Linked DNA regions of Canis lupus: region 1 is linked to region 2. Evidence: chromatin contacts called from public Hi-C data. All regions are on one chromosome and are shown on one strand. The core of a region is the stretch at or near the end of the contact, and the rest is flanking DNA. Distances in the headings are between cores, read along the strand shown. Region 1 holds the start of PLK2 (serine/threonine-protein kinase PLK2). Region 2 overlaps LOC106557902 (a long non-coding RNA gene).

The links. A called contact is a pair of places that touch in the nucleus more often than the background predicts.
Region 1: a contact with region 2 is called in a Hi-C map of skin fibroblasts, with 3 times the contacts expected there. The contact joins the promoter of PLK2 here to the enhancer-like site in region 2. A contact is called at or near these places in 4 of 9 Hi-C or Micro-C datasets (amygdala, liver, skin fibroblasts and 1 more).

The regions. Positions count from the first base shown.
Region 1 is chr2:44,545,336-44,550,263 of UU_Cfam_GSD_1.0, forward strand. It overlaps PLK2 (serine/threonine-protein kinase PLK2), which reads right to left and starts at 1,538. Exons shown (of 14, transcript XM_038530642.1): 1 at 1,251-1,538; 2 at 700-807; 3 at 438-554; 4 at 107-236. The coding sequence starts at 1,523.
Region 2 is chr2:43,972,854-43,977,649 of UU_Cfam_GSD_1.0, forward strand. The region is part of intron 2 of LOC106557902 (a long non-coding RNA gene); the gene reads left to right. Among named protein-coding and RNA genes, the nearest start is that of ACTBL2, 280 kb to the left of the region's middle. Within about 2 kb of position 2,443, at least 4 of the 20 cell types and tissues checked have an H3K27ac peak or open chromatin away from gene starts, as enhancers often do.

The sequences.
Region 1 (4,928 bases), core at 288-2,787, 570 kb after region 2:
TAGGCTAGATCCCAATTAAGAACATTAATGCGTAACAAGGGAGACGGAGAAGAAAAGAACACCTCTCCCTGATGCAGAAGTTCAGTGTTTGGAACATAGGGCTTACCTAGTTTGAGATCTCGGTGTAAGATTTCTTGTTCATGAAGGTACTTCAGTCCAGACACAATCTGCCTGAGGTAGTATCGGACTTCTGGCTCTGTCAACACCTTCCTTGCTTTCAAGATATGAGCCATGGACTAGGAGGAGGAGAAGGAGAAAAAGAGAATCTGTCAAACAAAGTCATCAAAATCAGTAGTTTCCTTTTGCAGGTTGAGTGATGATAGGGAACACTACGATATCATAATTCCCACCGCAGCTAAAATCCCAGATAAAATGCAGTGTGAAGCCCGCTCCAGTTTGGGGGAAGTAAATGAACTCCAAGAGGAGTTAAAGCTCACCCTTCTACTGCAGTATTCCAAGAGAATGTAAATGTTTTCTTTGTCCTCAAAGTAGTGGTAAAATTGCACTACGTGCTTATGATGGAGGATTCTGTGAAGCTCTATTTCTTTGTCGATCTGAAAGAAAAGGGCGAGACAAGACTTATAAGCCTTCTGTCACCTTTCAAGAGCCAGTTGCTTACACATGCAGAAGACATTTTCTTAAGAGGGAAGGGCCATCCCTGCGCACAAAGAAAATACTTTACTCAACAGTCATACACACCTTTTCCCTTTGATGAGGTTTAGCTACTCTGCTGTGAGGAATGATTTTTGCAGCATACACTTTGTTGTTTGTCAAATCTGTCATCTCGTAACATTTGGCAAAGCCACCCTGAAACAAAGCCGAGAGAGAGAGCATTGAGTGGGGCAGGGGGAAAAAAAGAAAAAACAAGAAAAAAAAAAAAAAAAAAGGACAGCACGCATTTCTTAAAAAATACCTAAAAATGAGAGGGGAAAAGCAAAATTACGGGGAAGGAAGGGTGGACAGTCGCATGCGCTGTACTTTTTTTGAAAGCTCCTTCGGGAAGGGAAGAGCATGCCTTCTCCCTTTACAAAGCTTTGGGGAGGGGGGGAATCAAAAATAAATGTCAGAAAGAAAAAAAGAAAAAGAAAGCCGCGGGGCGCAGGTGGGGGCGGCGCGGGGAGCCGCGCTGCGGGCTCGCGGGCCCAGAGGGCAGCGCAGGGCGCCGAGCGCCCGGGTCCCGCCCGCACCCGCCGCCCGCCCGCCCGCCCCCCGGACGGGGGTGCCCGGCCGCGCCGCCCGCCGCTCGTCACCTTGCCCAGCACTTTGCCCCGGCAGTAGCGCTTCCCCGTCGTGGGGTCCACGATAATCCGCGAGACCTCGGCGCCCGAGTGCGCGTGGTGGTGGTGGTGGTGCGGCGCCGCCGGCGGCCCCTGGCCCGCGGGCTGCGGCGGCGGCGGCGGCTCCTCGGGGGGCTGCGGCGGCCGCTTCTTCTTGGAGTCCCCGCCGCAAGCCTTGCCCAGCGCCTGCTCGCACATCTTGGTGCCGGCGGCCGGCTGGTACGTGATAGTCCGCAAGAGCTCCATCGCCGCCCGCCGCCCGGCCCTCGAGCCCCGCCGACTGCCCCTGCCCGCGCCCGCGCCCGCGCCGTCCGCGTCCACTTGTGAGAGTGCGGCCGCCCGGCCGAGGCTTATATACGGGCCGCCGGGGGGGGCGGAGACTCCGGACGCGATGTGACGTCACGGGAGACGCCCCGCCCCCCGGCCGCCGAAGCGCGCGCCGGGCCGCCGCGAGGTCGGGAGCCGCCGCGGGCTTCCCGCTGCCGCCGGCGTGCGGGCCCCGACGGGCCGGCCTCGGGGAGCGCTCGCCGCCGCGGGCGGCCCCCGCCCGCGCTCCCCCCGCGGCGAGGAGAGCGCCCGGCGGACGCGGGTCCCCTCGACCCCGGCCCGCTCCCTGGCGCCGCCAGTCGGGGGCGCTGCGTCCGGGGTCCGCGGCGCATGCGCGCGAGGCCTCCCCGGGCCGTCGGGGGGTCGCTGCGGGGTCGCGCCCCGCCGCCTCGCGCCCAGTTGCGGCCCCGCGGGCCGGGCTCCCCGCGAAAGGCCGGGCCTCTCGGGGCGGCGTCGCGAGCAGCGGCGGGCCCGGGCCTGCGGTCGCGGGGACCCTTCCCCGCGGGAGGGCAGGCGGTGACCGCGGAGGGGGCGCCCGCGGAACTGCCCCTCGGGGCGCCCTGCACTGGGGCGCGCGGGCGTCCCCTCGCGGGAGGTTCCAGAAGTGCGGGCGCCGCGGCGAGCGGGCCTGCCCTGACCGGAGGCGGCAGGGGGCCTCTCCCCCCGGGCGTCCTGCGCGCGGCTCGGAGCCCACGCGGCGCCCGGGGCCGGGGAGGGACGGCGGGCGTGCAAGGCCCTGTCCCCGCGGGGCACCGCGAGCTGCTCCGAGCCCCAGATCCGACTGCTCGCTTTTGCTGACCCGGGGACACCTTCTTGTCCTGCTCACCCTTGCGTGAGGGGCACCGCGCCCGGGGCCCGAGGTGCCTCCTGTCACCCTACAGCGTCCCGCCTGGGACGGGCTGCGCTTCCGCCCGTGCAGGTAGGAGCCGGGCTCGGCACGGGCCTCGGTGCGGGTGTCCGCACGCCCTCGGGCTCTGCCAACGAGCGGGAGCCGCGCCTCGGCTAATGAGACGCAGCAGACCCTCCGTGCTCCTAGATGCCGGTCAGTGTGTGCACGCGCGGCTCGCGGGAGCCCCCGGGGGGCGCTCGGAGGAAGGGCCCCTCAGTCCTGCGCGCCCTGGAGGTCCGCGCCCGTCCCCCGTCCCTGAAGGGAGCCGCGGCCGACCTTCCGCGCCCTACGCTCGCCCCCTAGGGCACGGGGGGCGTCGCTGCCATTCCCCGGTCGACAGGGAAAGGCCCGGGGCGCTTGCAGCAGGTGAGGGCGAGCCCAGGCCTGTTTCTCCCAAGTGAAAGTAGACTTTGCTCCCAGGGTGACGGGGCCGGAGGGGGCGTGGGGGTGGGGGTGGGGACGAACATTCACACCATCCACCCTGTAGCCATGAGCCCAGGGGTGCCCTCTGCTCCCCAGATGCACGCAGACCCGTTCGCCAGCCTGGAGCAGGCCTGCTGCCTGGAGAAGCCCGCCTGCACGTCCAGAGCCGTCCCACGCCGTCCCTTTACTTCAGGGGTCGGTGAGGAACTTGCTCCACTCTCCGCTGACGGCCTTCTCGGCGAAGAGGGCCGCGAAGAACAGATGCTCGGGACGTTTCTCATCCTTACTTCAGTTCTTTGGTTACTGCACACCGGCGTACGGATCTTTGCCAAATGGACCTCAGCATTCGGTCGACCGCGGACGTTCCGCATGAAATCCGGGTCTACGCTCCCGAACAGTCCGGTGTGGACCACGCGGAGGACCACCGTGTGCCGCGCGGGCGGGCGTGCGCGGAGCGCCTCAGGCCCACTGTCGGGATCGCATTTTTCGGTTTGTGGTGCCCTCAGGCGGACAGAACCAGAATCGCAGGCCACCTCGCCAAAAGGGAAGGAAGACGTGTCCTTTCCCACGGAGAGCATTCTTTAATTACAAAATAGTGTTTCTCTGTAGCTCTATAGCTGTGAAAACCCCAGGGTGATGTCTGGTGACACCCGGCAAGCTGATTCCAAGCTTTATAGGACAGTGGAAGGGATCAAAAATAGCAAAGTCCCTTCAAAGATTAAGCAAAGGTGGAAGGCCTTTCTCCACCAGCTGTCAGGACTTGTAGTGAAGCTGCCGAGGGTAAGCAAACAGAGCCCTCTCAGGGATAGACTGATCAGATGCAAGAAGTACGGTGTCTGGAAGTGGGCCCACAGTATATGGGACTTTGATATATGACCAAAGAGTCCTGACGTCCGTGAGCAAAGCAGGGGACCGTTCAGTAAAGAGAACTAGAATCCGGTGGCTTTTCCATAGCAAAACGAAGCAAAATCCCTCTCTCACACTGGATGACTTTTCCAGGGCTGCCGGAGCAAAATTCCACAGATTAGGGGCTCCAATGACAGAAATTTTTCTCACAGTTCCGGAGTCCGGAAGTCTAAGCTCAAGGTGTGGGCAGGCTTGGTTTCTCCTGAGACCTGTCTCCTGTGTCCTGACGTCCCAAGTACAGTCGTGTTCTAAGGGTTAGGGCTTCAACACATGAATTTTGGGAGGATGTGGCTCAGGCGGTAACACACACTGTATACAGACAGTCTACTCCAGATGGGGGAAGGACTTAAATTCAAGAATAAGACAAGATAATATTAGCAAATATAGGCAGTCAATTTTCTGAGTATCGGGTAATAAAAGATTTTTTTGGAAATCAAGATATGATTGAGATGTAACACTGTATTCATTTCAGGTGTACAACATGTTGATTTGACACATGTAAATACCATGGGATGGTTAACACGGTAAGTTGCCATCACTTCAAATCATTAGATTTTTTTTCTTTTGATGAGGAATTTTAAGATCTACCTTCTTAACAACTTTCAGATATATGAATAATATTATTAACTCTAGTTACCATGCTGTACATTACACCCCCAAGACTTATTTAATCTTGTTAACAGAAAGTTTGTACCTTTTGACCTCCTTCACCCATTTTGTGCTGCTGGCCCCCACATCTCCCAGCCACCATTCTGGTCTCTGCTATGAGTTCAGTTTTTTTGTTTCCAGATATAAGTAAGAACATACAGTGTTTGTGTTTCTCTTTCTGACTCGTTTCACTTAGGAGAATGGCCTCAGGGTCCATCCATGTTGTCACAAATGGCAGGATATCCTTTTTATTTTTTTTATCACTGAATACTATTCCATTTTGTGTATGTCAGGTTACATTTTCTTTATCCATTCTCCTTTCTCCATTGATGGAGACTTAAGGTGTTCCTTGGCTATGGTGAACCATGCTGCAGAGCATGGCAGTACCAGTACGTCTGTAGTTATGATTTTGTTTCCTTTGGATATATACCCAGAAGTGGGATTGCTGGGTCATGTTA
Region 2 (4,796 bases), core at 1,193-3,692:
AGTGTTTCCCAGAAATGGAGCACAAGCAAACAGTGAAATGTTCAACCAAGACTTGCCCAGGAACACCATGAATAAAACAAAGTAGCCTCTGTTTCATTGCTAACAACTGCTAAATGTACACAGAACCAGCTTTGATTTTCAAAGGTGATAGGTACCACTAACAAGATGATCCAGGTACCTCAACGATTATATGGTATTTTCTCTGAGGAGGTGGTCTCCCTTTGCACTAGGGAACAGCTATAGTCTCTGTTTATAAGTCTCATCATTATTTGAGTGTCTCTACTCTGCCTCCTGGGCTGTAGAAGAAGTGAATTCATCCTGCTTCTGGTAAAGCATTAAAAAAAAACAAACCAAAATTTACTCCATGAAACTACCTCTCCCAGCTGAAACTCCATCAGCCTGGATGTCACTGTGCTTGCTCTCTGGTGACTCATTCTCTCTTTTCTCTTCTCTAGGACCCTAGCAATCTGTAACTGGACTAAAAATCCCCCAGTTCCATATTCTTAGACATAGAAAAGCAGTATTTTATCTGTAAATCAGATCTTTGTTTCATCTCTCTTTACTGTTTTTTTTTTTTTTTTTTTTTTTGTCATACTAGGAAGACCTGTTTGGCCTTCGCAGCCTGCTGAGAATGTTTGCTCAGTATTAAATTTTGCTTCTTACATTTATCCAGACAATTATCTCAAACTTTTAAGTGCTTCTTCTCAATTTTACTGCCTGAAGCACTTCTCAGCTGAAAGCTCTTTGCCGGTGCTTCTAATTGTGATGAGGCATCTGCTTAGTGAGAAGGGGTGGGGGGGATGGGGGGATTTGCTTTATGGTATGGCCTGGGAGATTTGAAGGTGCCAGGGCATCTTCCTTGCTGCAGAACTCTGCTCAGCCCTCGAAGTACATCAGTAAGTGGCCACTACAGAAATAATAGCTGAATTTGAAAAACCCCTCATAACGCTATATTAACCATCCTTCCTGGGGTAGGAACTAGGAGAAGGTGAACAGCACAGGTTCCTCAGGAAAAAGTCTGCAGTTTCCTGCTTGCTAGGACCCCTGCTGTAGTTCTGTTATGAATGGCTCCATTATGGCAAAAAGATGGAGGAGAAGGTTGAAAGGGCTTTTCTAATTAGTGCCTGTGCTAGTGACCATTGGACAACTGGCCTTGAGATTGGAACAGGGCAGATCAGATGTGAAAACTCAGAGGAAAGTTTTCAAGCAGCTGAAGTCTTTAGCTGTATCCATACTACAGCCTCACGGTCCTGCAGTGGGGCAACCCCCCATGGAGCGTGATGGTCTTCCTGTACTTCCCCAAAGCATCACTGAGCTCCGGCTCACTGGCCAACTGACATGGGACTTTTCCTGACCTACTCTCTGGAATGATTGCTACCGGCCAAACTAATAAGATTTAACTTGTCAAGTTCCTTAGGCTTGAGAGGAAGCCCCCTCCCCGCCTCCACCCCTGATTCCTAATGAGGGAGGCTTGTCACTTTTTTACAAATAGCCTTGAAGATCTGGGTGGTTCCCAGAAACCTCTTCTTTTTACTGCAAAGATGAGTCACTGAAAACAGTCAACAGCCACAGTGGGGGGACATTGCTAACAGAGATCAGTGAAACTCCCACACAATCCCCCAGCCACTGCTTTGTCACTTGCTGTAGCCTCTTGACTTAACAAATCTTGGTTAGAGATGCTATCAGCTTTCACCGACAAGAGTTTTGAAGGAGCTGGGACCTTTCTGAGGAAGTGTTAAGTTGAGGGATGGGACCAGAACTGGGCAGGAGAAAGAAGGCCTAGAAGCAAAAATTGTTTAAATCCCCATTGTTGTGTAATCAATGGATTGTACAGCTTGGTGATCCAGCCTGCTCTCCTTTATTCTTTATACCATGCTATACCATGGTTTTATCATTTATTTATACAGCTCAATGGGATAAGAATATCTTTTTCTTTTTCTTTTTTTTTTTTTTTTACAGAACTACACATGATATTGAGGTGGAAACTGCCTTGCTGAAAAATTAATGGGGTTTTCCAGAAGTCACATGCTAAGTGGTTGCTTAGAGAAGAATAAAATTTCCAGTTCTAGAAATGCCTTCTGCTGATCCAAGTTCCATCCTCATCCTTCTAATCTTGGGTTTTCAGGCCTGCTCCTCTTCTTTCTTCTTTTAATGGATGTGTGCTTCTGCCCGGAGAGTCCAACGTTCTCCCCGGTATGGGTGTCAGGAAGGACACCCACCCTTGAAGAGAAATTGGTGAGGAAAGCCTCAGGGTCAGAGGTGGGAGCCTCACAGGGTTCCTTGAGGGTCTCAGATAGATCTCCTTGCTGTGGAAACCAGGCCACCGGGAGAAGGCAGGCTACAGAAGTAGTTCCTGGTATTTCTGTTGACAGTATTAGTGACCCTCTCTGGGTCCTGCAAAGGCAAGAAGGCAGTGGTTGTGGACTGTGTGTAGGGGCCCAACACGCCCGGCCATGCAAAGACTTGCTGTTAGCTCCAGCTTTGCCACTGAAGTGTTTGGCCTCAGGCTGTCATTGGACTTCCTGCCTCTTGATTTGTAGGGTGAACATCCTGAACTCTGAGTGCCACTGGCTTTTTCGGTTCTAACTTTGGATGCAGTTAGAAGCCTTGTGATGGAGTGGGAATTACACACACATAAGCCAACTTCCAGTGACATTTGTGGTTTCGTCAGCCCGAGCTGCCCGGGTTTCAGTTTCTGTGCAGAGAACTGTGGAGGGGAACATTTACCTTGCAGGGCTGTTGTGAACATGAGAGGACACAGAGGCCCTTGACAAAGTGCCTGGAATGCAGATGGTTTTAAATACTTTTTTCCCCCATGATCCTATGATCTGGTCCTAAGTGGTCCTGCGTCAATTAGGCTGATTTCTGTCACTTCCGAGAGAGGATGTGATTCAAGGCTCCTGGCTGTGAGTGAGCTGAGAAAGGCAGCTCCATCCCAGGGCCTCAGGGTAACCCTAATGGTAAGGAGAACCCCATTGCCATTTATTTATTTATTTATCTATCTATCTATCTATTTATTTATTTATTTATTTATTATTTAGCCTCAACCCAACCTCTGTGAGCTTGAGAATGTCCCTGAGCCCTCACCTGGCTGAGAAGCTCTGTCATTGAGGGGCATGTGGTGAATGAGTTCACTGAACTCTGGGAAGGGCTGAGTCCTGTGGGCTGAGAGGTATTTAAGAACAGAACAAAGATCTTTGAATGCTTTTTTGAACTGGGTAGTTCATAAAGGCATGGGGAGCAGACAAAAAAGAGCTGAAGACACCCGCTTAGGCTAGTCTCTAGTATTTCAGCCGAGTTGGGAGTCCTTAGGAAAATGAACTCTAAAACAAAGAGAGAACCAATCCATCTTAGGAAAATGAACTCTAAAACGAGAAAACAAATCCATCTTTTCTGAGGTTTTCATGAACAACAAACTCCTCTCAGGAAAATGGATCATTTGACATGTTGGAGTTTTTATCTGGAAGAAGACAACTTCTTAGTCTCTTGTGCTGTGTGGACTAAAACCTATTTTGCAGCTATAAAATTAATAATGTATTCATCTTTCCCGAACAATGGATTTTCAATCTTAACATTGAACCGCGACCAAAATTATGTCCTCTAGAGGTCACCAATGCACCAGAGTTGAAGGCCGTGGAGGTTTCCAAAATGCCTAGGGAAAGCTAAGTGTCCCGCTTATGTCTGAGTGGAAGAAAATAAGGCAAATAAATGATCAGAACAGCTGTTCTCCAGCTAGGCTCTTAAGAAATAGGAAATCTTGTTTTGAATAGCACATTTTATATTGATTTTTCTTGGTTGACTTTGGCTCTCTTGATCTAACTGGAGGAAACTCTTAGAATGGTTAAATGCTTCCTCATGGATGGCTTAATTTTAGACGTCAGAGAAGAAACTTCTAAATGGAGAAAACCAGTTTTAGAAATGAGCTCTTTGAGCTTCCATTAAAGGAATGTTCCATTCAGTGGTGCCCTGGCCAGGGAGGAGTCGCCATGTGTCTCCCCAGCTCGCTGTGCTCAAAGAACACGGGCACAGGGAGGTGAGAAGCAGGGGAAGCGGTCCTGTAATTAGCTGTTATATAATTTCTGAGTTGTCTTATGTGGGAGGACACTGTCCCAACTACTTAGATCTCTGCAGAAGAAATCAGGAACTGCCCACGAAGGTATCACTTGTCTTGTCCAAGCATATCTTTCATCTGAAAGAACTGCCATCTGAGAAGTTGGCAAGTTGGAAATCCCAGTTGGACTTTTCTTAGTTACTCCCATCCCTAAACTTCCACCTTGTGTGAAGCTCATGGTCTTCCTGAGAGAGAACTTGCTTGGAGAACGGTGCTGCATGTTGGCTGTGGTACTGGACCAGGGTGGTGGACAACAGGCAGCTGAGAGCCCAGGATGGGTTGAGGCACAGCTCCCTGCGGTTGGCCTGTGTTGCTCAAGCCCTGTGACTGGGAGTCACCACCAGGGGATCATAGCGTTGTTCCTGCTGCTCCCGCTCCTCTCCTCAGAGAGGAATTCCTACATGGCGACTTTCCCAGGGTCCAAACACTTGCCAGTAGCTGAGCCATCAGGAAACAGCCTCTCCCCTCAGCTTTCCACATTCCTTCCTGAGCATTCCCCAGCCCAAGGTGTGGCCAGTCCTCAGAAGATCTGCTGGCCTTGATTGACAAGTAAACAAAAGCTTCCTCTAGATAAGGAACCTCACAGCGCTGTAGGAAACCTATTTGTTCTAGGTGGAGCTTGCTTTCTTTCTCTCCTTTCCCCGCCCGCAACCCCTCACCCCTAAAAGTCTACATTGCTGACTCT